2 separate regions of the Sus scrofa genome follow, and region 1 is linked to region 2. Evidence: chromatin contacts called from public Hi-C data. All regions are on one chromosome and are shown on one strand. Each heading gives the region's core, a stretch centred on a gene start, on an enhancer-like site or on the middle of the called end of the contact. The rest is flanking DNA. Distances are from core to core; before and after follow the strand shown. Region 1 holds the start of CANX (calnexin). Region 2 holds the start of MAML1 (mastermind-like protein 1).

The links. Hi-C and Micro-C count contacts between places; a contact is called where the count stands out from the background.
Region 1: a Hi-C map of skeletal muscle shows a contact between it and region 2, with 2.4 times the contacts expected there. The contact joins the promoter of CANX here to the promoter of MAML1 in region 2. A contact is called at or near these places in 2 of 5 promoter capture datasets (fetal liver and liver), 13 of 47 Hi-C or Micro-C datasets (alveolar macrophages, brain, embryonic fibroblasts and 6 more) and 2 of 2 datasets of contacts at active chromatin or transcription factors (alveolar macrophages and skeletal muscle).

What each region holds. Positions count from the first base shown.
Region 1 is chr2:78,914,535-78,917,234 of Sscrofa11.1, reverse strand. It overlaps CANX (calnexin), which reads left to right and starts at 1,407. Exons shown (of 15, transcript NM_001243210.1): 1 at 1,407-1,589.
Region 2 is chr2:78,875,254-78,877,953 of Sscrofa11.1, reverse strand. MAML1 (mastermind-like protein 1) reads left to right here and starts at 1,321. Exons shown (of 5, transcript XM_003123646.5): 1 at 1,321-1,937. The coding sequence starts at 1,623.

The sequences.
Region 1 (2,700 bases), core at 158-2,657, 39 kb before region 2:
CTAGGGGTTGAATCAGAGCTGCAGCTGCTGGCCTACACCACCGCCACAGCAACATGGGATTGCAGATGTGATAAATTCATTTGAGTAATAAGAAAAATGAAAAAAACAAAAACAACAACAACAAAAAAACCCATGGGATTGCAGCCACATTTGTGACCTACGCCTAAGCTTAGGATGGATCCTTAACCCACTGAGCAAGGCCAGGGATTGAATCCGCATCCTCACAGACACTATGTTAGGTTCTTAATTCACTAAGCCACAATAGTAACTCCTGGAGGATCTTATTCATGAAATCCGTACTGTTGGAAAATGCTTCAAAGAAGCAAACAACATCCTGTGGCCCTTCAAACTATCTTCTCCTGAAGGGCCCAGATAAATAGATCTAACAGGCTTATTAAATGGATGAACTGAGTTGTCTATGTGATTATTTTTGTAATCTGGGTCAGTAAATAAAGTGACTTCAAATTGTGAAAAAAACAAACACAAAATTCATTCTTCAGAGATTTGGCCTCAGCTTCCTTTTAAGAACATTGTGCTTTAACGGAAAAAAAATCTCTAACAAGATCCTTAGTAGGATCTACAGTCCTGCTCTGTCTCAGGCCCAGAAAACTGAAGATGTGCTAAAAGTTAGTTACAAAATCTGTGGTGTGTTTGAAAATTTTCCATTGCACCATCTTTTTCTCACTCACTGCTGTTAAGTGTGATTGTGCCCTTTTTGTCTTATCTTGCTTTTGGAAACATCACAAATTGAAAGTTGAAGTAACGCTGGATTATAGTATTCTGGGCTATATTTTGACGTTGGGTGATAAGGCGGCCTCAGACTGCTGGGCCCAGAGCAATGACTCTGCAGGAACGGTGGCGCCTGGTGTACAGCGACTCCAGGACAGGCCAAGGGAGCCGTGACTGATTCCATCATATCTGCGCACTCGCTGCACTGGAAACCAGGTCCTTCCCGATGGCTCAATGGACCTCCCACCCATCCTGCCAGCTTCCATTTGCTCTCTCATCGAAGGGAATGAGATGCCAGACCCCGAGGCCCGGGTCCAGGCACCTGAACGGTCGAAACCATAGAAATTAGGATGCAGTGCCGGGCAGCGCGCCCACTAAGGCACCAGAACAACCAGCGCGGGAACGCCTGCCTGGCCAGTCCCGCCCCACGACGCGCGCGCGCGCGCGCGCGCCCCCGCCGATCCCGATGCCGCCGTACACCGCCTCCTTCCATACTGCCCAACCAACAGCCACTTCCTGCCTCACTCCTAACCAATCCCCACACTCCACGAAGAATAGCCCTAGGGGGCGTATGGGAAGGTGCATAGAGCGATGGCCACAATAACCAATTGAATTCAGGATCTTGCGCGAGAGGGCGGGACTTGGCGCTGGTGGTAGCTACTGAGGAGACAGGGGCGGACGCAGGGCCGGGCTTCGTGCGGTGGGGCTCGCTCGCGCGGCGGCTGCAGGAGTCGAGGCCTCTTGGTTCTGCGGCACGTGACGGTCAGGCTCCCTCAGCCGCTGTCTCCACTGCAGCGTGGGGCCAGGTGTGCGGGCGGGAGGAGGCGCGGGCACCACCGGCGGTCCTCCTGAGGCTTGAGGTGAGACAGGGGCCTGCCCGTGTCTTCGGGCCTGTGAGGACCCTCGGGGGCCTGGGTGCGCGGCCTGGCGGCGGAGGTCTCGAGAAGCCGGGCGTGGCCGGGGCTGAGGGGTCCGGCTGAGTTTCGATGGCTCAGGCCCTGGTGGACCCGCCAGACGGGATGGGTTAGGCCTGAACCTGGGCCGCTTGAGTTGCGGAGCCAGGCCCAGGCCGCGCCGCCGGGGTTGGGAGGCGTGGCAGGTGTCCTAGAGCCTTTCTTGACCTCTGGGAAAGCTAACTTCTCTTCATGGTTCTGCTTCTAGGGCTTTCTTATACCTATTGCTGACTGCCTGGGAAGCTGTGAGGTGGGGTAGAGTAACCGGGTAAAGGTCTGGAATAGGATCGGGCCTTGTTGGTACTCTTAGTAGTGGGGAAAGGTGATAATAGGACAGAGAGAGGATATTTAGAATTAGCATTACAGATCTAAAATTTGAAAATTAAAACCGCAAAGTGAAGACTGGACTGTAGCAGCCTGAAGAGTATGGAGAATGTGCTAGAACACGCACTGGTTAAAAAACTTAAGTCCTAACATTTACATCTATTTGGAGATTGGGGGAGTAAGTAATCTCGTCGTAAATTCAGTGGGCTTTTAAAAGCAGGAAAGCACCCAAAAGCTCTCCGTGGGCAGGTCGTTTTATAGTGAAGGAAACTGAGGCCCAGAGCTCAGAAATGATCGGCCCAAGGTCATGCGATTAGTTTTATGATCACGTTGGAATTACAGTTGAAAGCTAGGCAGTTTGTGTGTAGTGGTTAAGACTAAGGCCCTTGTTCAGGTCCTTCATCAGCCATTTGTTGCTATGTGAACCTGGGCAGTTCACTTCGTTTCAGATAATGGATGTAATACCTGATAGAGTTGTTGTTACCATTAAGACGTGTGTAAGAAAGAGCAGGAAAGTTAGATGTACATTTTTAACTGCTTGATAAATGACTGCAGTAAATTATTATGGTGAATGCTGTTGATCCACTACACTAACATCCTAATTAGCTAAGTCCTATTTTCCAGGACCTGAAGTCACATTTATGGAAATAGGAGGAAGAAACTGGACCTAGTGGTTTGACTGCTGATTGAGGGA
Region 2 (2,700 bases), core at 72-2,571:
CCTAGTCAGATTCGTTAACCACTGCGCCACGATGGGAACTCCTTCAGTGATATTTTTGAAAGACCACAACTGTATTTATGCAATATTAGGCTTTTGAAGTGCTTACTAAAGTACTGGAAATGTAATGCTCCTAGTTACTATTATCTTTGCTATTAGAAAAGAAATTATTTCCGGTGTAGAATTTGAAGAATGTTAAGAGCAGGACCATGTTATGGCATTCATGAGCCCTAGGCAATTTTGCCTTTCTGGGCCACTTAAATTTTTTTCTGCGTTTGTATAAAAACAAATACTATTTGAATGAGGACTCAATTTTTTTTTTCTGATTTTAAAATAAAACGTTTTCACTGGCCTAGTAAAAAGTGTAACATGTTTGAGCTATTATTGACGTTTCTCATTTTGGCACCTCCTATTTAACTTTTTAGCAATCAGGGTGCCAATACCTGTTTCTAGTTAACTTGGCCCAACACCACAGACTATCTGTTTCATTGCTCCTGTTTTTTCCCTACAGTCTCCCATTCTCTTTACGTACTGGTTATAATACTAGAGTGCAGTTGTCTTTAGTCGGATTTTGTTGAGTGACTCTGTTTTACCTAACAAGCTTTAAAACTTTTTAAAATCTTTAAAATATATTTTTTAAAGAGTTTGCAGGCTAGGCTCCCTGATTGGGTGGGTGTATGTGTGTTTACTTAAGGATCATCCTTTGCAGTTCTATTCTCCCACCACCACCACCACCCCGCAAAGAAAGAGCTAGACTCCTTTCTCTCTTCATATCTACTAGGGATTTTTTTTTTAAAGTGGTAGTTGAACTTGTGAAATCTGTTAAGACATATAAAGGGAGATGATAGTCTCGATGATTCAGAATAGTGCAAGAGGAAACAAACCTTTTCAGCTCACTCGTGTACGATTCTGACCAATTGTGAGGCTGAATGTAATGAGTGAGGGAAGAAAACCAGCTGGAAAAAGCATGGCTTACTTGAGAGCTCATCAAAGCCGAATTTAAAGAGGCTGAAGGAGTGCCAGGCGGGCGTCTGGGTTTAGCCAGTTAGGCCTGCCCCTCTTTCCTCTGCGGACCCGGAAGGGCCTCTCCGCATGAGGCGGTGTTAGGGCCGGCTCCAGGCGGTCTCAGTTGGCTGGAACCCAGGCCCGAAGCCCGCCCAGCTGCTACCCTCTGCCTCTCACTAGAGAGTTCCTTTTAAACTCCGCACGGGAGCCCTAGCGCGCTTCTTGCGTGCTCGTGCCCGCCCCTCGGGCCGCCCACTCTTTCTTCTCTGATTGGCTGCAATCCCTGTTCATCAGCCGTGACGCCGGGGTAGCTTGCCGGGGCCCTGCCCTCTTCCGAGAGCCCTGAAAACAATTTTAAGATGGCGGCGGCGGCGGCGCGGAAAACAATGGGTTCGGGGCGGCGGGGACAGGCCGAGGCCTGAGGTGGGCAGCGAACGCCTGCCCCGGTTGGGCCGAGCGGGGCCGGAGCAAGACCCGCCGCCGCGCTCGAGCCCGCTGCACAGCTCTCGGGGTCATGGCGTGGCCATAAGGCGGCCGGGCCACGGGCGGGGAGCGGAGCCCACAGTGCCAGCCGGCCCCGAGAGGCCCGACTTGGGCCCGGCCCGTGCAGCCCGCGGCCCATGGTGCTGCCCACCTGCCCCATGGCGGAGTTTGCGCTGCCGCGGCACAGCGCGGTCATGGAGCGCCTCCGCCGGCGCATCGAGCTGTGTCGGCGCCACCACAGCACCTGCGAGGCCCGCTACGAGGCCGTGTCGCCCGAGCGTCTGGAGCTCGAACGCCAGCACACCTTCGCCCTACACCAGCGCTGCATCCAGGCCAAGGCCAAACGCGCCGGCAAGCACCGGCAGCCGCCTGCCCCGGCCCCGGCCCCGGCGCCTGCCCCGGCCCCCCGCCTCGACGTCACTGACGGTCCGGAGCACGGCCGCCCTGTCGCGGTGAGTAGGGCTCGGGGAGCCTCCCCTTCCTGGGAGACTCTGCCCCGACGCCTCCTGGGGCCCTTTGAGACTTCCCCAGTGCCCTTAATTCGTCGGGTCTGGCTCGGGGGAGGCTAATATGGCAGGGACTGAGCAGTTGTCATCTGCGGGAAATGGCACTGTGGCATTACTTTGGGAAAACACGACCCCAAGGACCTTACGTTAAGGCTCCGGCCGGGAAGGTTGGCGAACCATCGTTGAAAGGTTTTTCTTCCAGACTTGATTCCGAAATTATGAGTAGTTTACTTTTGGAACAGACTGGTATTAAAGTTGCCTTTGAGAGTGGCTTCATTTACTCTGTAAATGTCCATTGGGTCCTTGCTCTTTGCAGCGTCAGGGCTTAAATATGAGAATAAGACGAACTTTAGTTGACCAGATCAAACTGTTCTGAATGGAAAATCCGAGAATCTGGAAATCTTAGTGAAGGCATAGTACTGCTCATTGCGTGGCACAAAAGTATTCTTTGTTTAGGGAATTCCGAAGTTTGTGTATTTGTGATTCCAGCAATATTGTGGACAATTCCAGTTTTAATTATAAGCCTGTTTAAAATCTCTGACGGTGTTAAGTTTCGTCGGTAAATTATTGTTCCCTTTGGGTTCTCAGTAGATATTCGGGAAATTTGTTGGTTAGAAGTTTTCCTCCCTGAAATTGATAAAACAGGTTTTGTTGTTGTTGCTTTCTGGGTAATGTGGAGTTTAGAACAAATGTTACCAATTTAATTTGT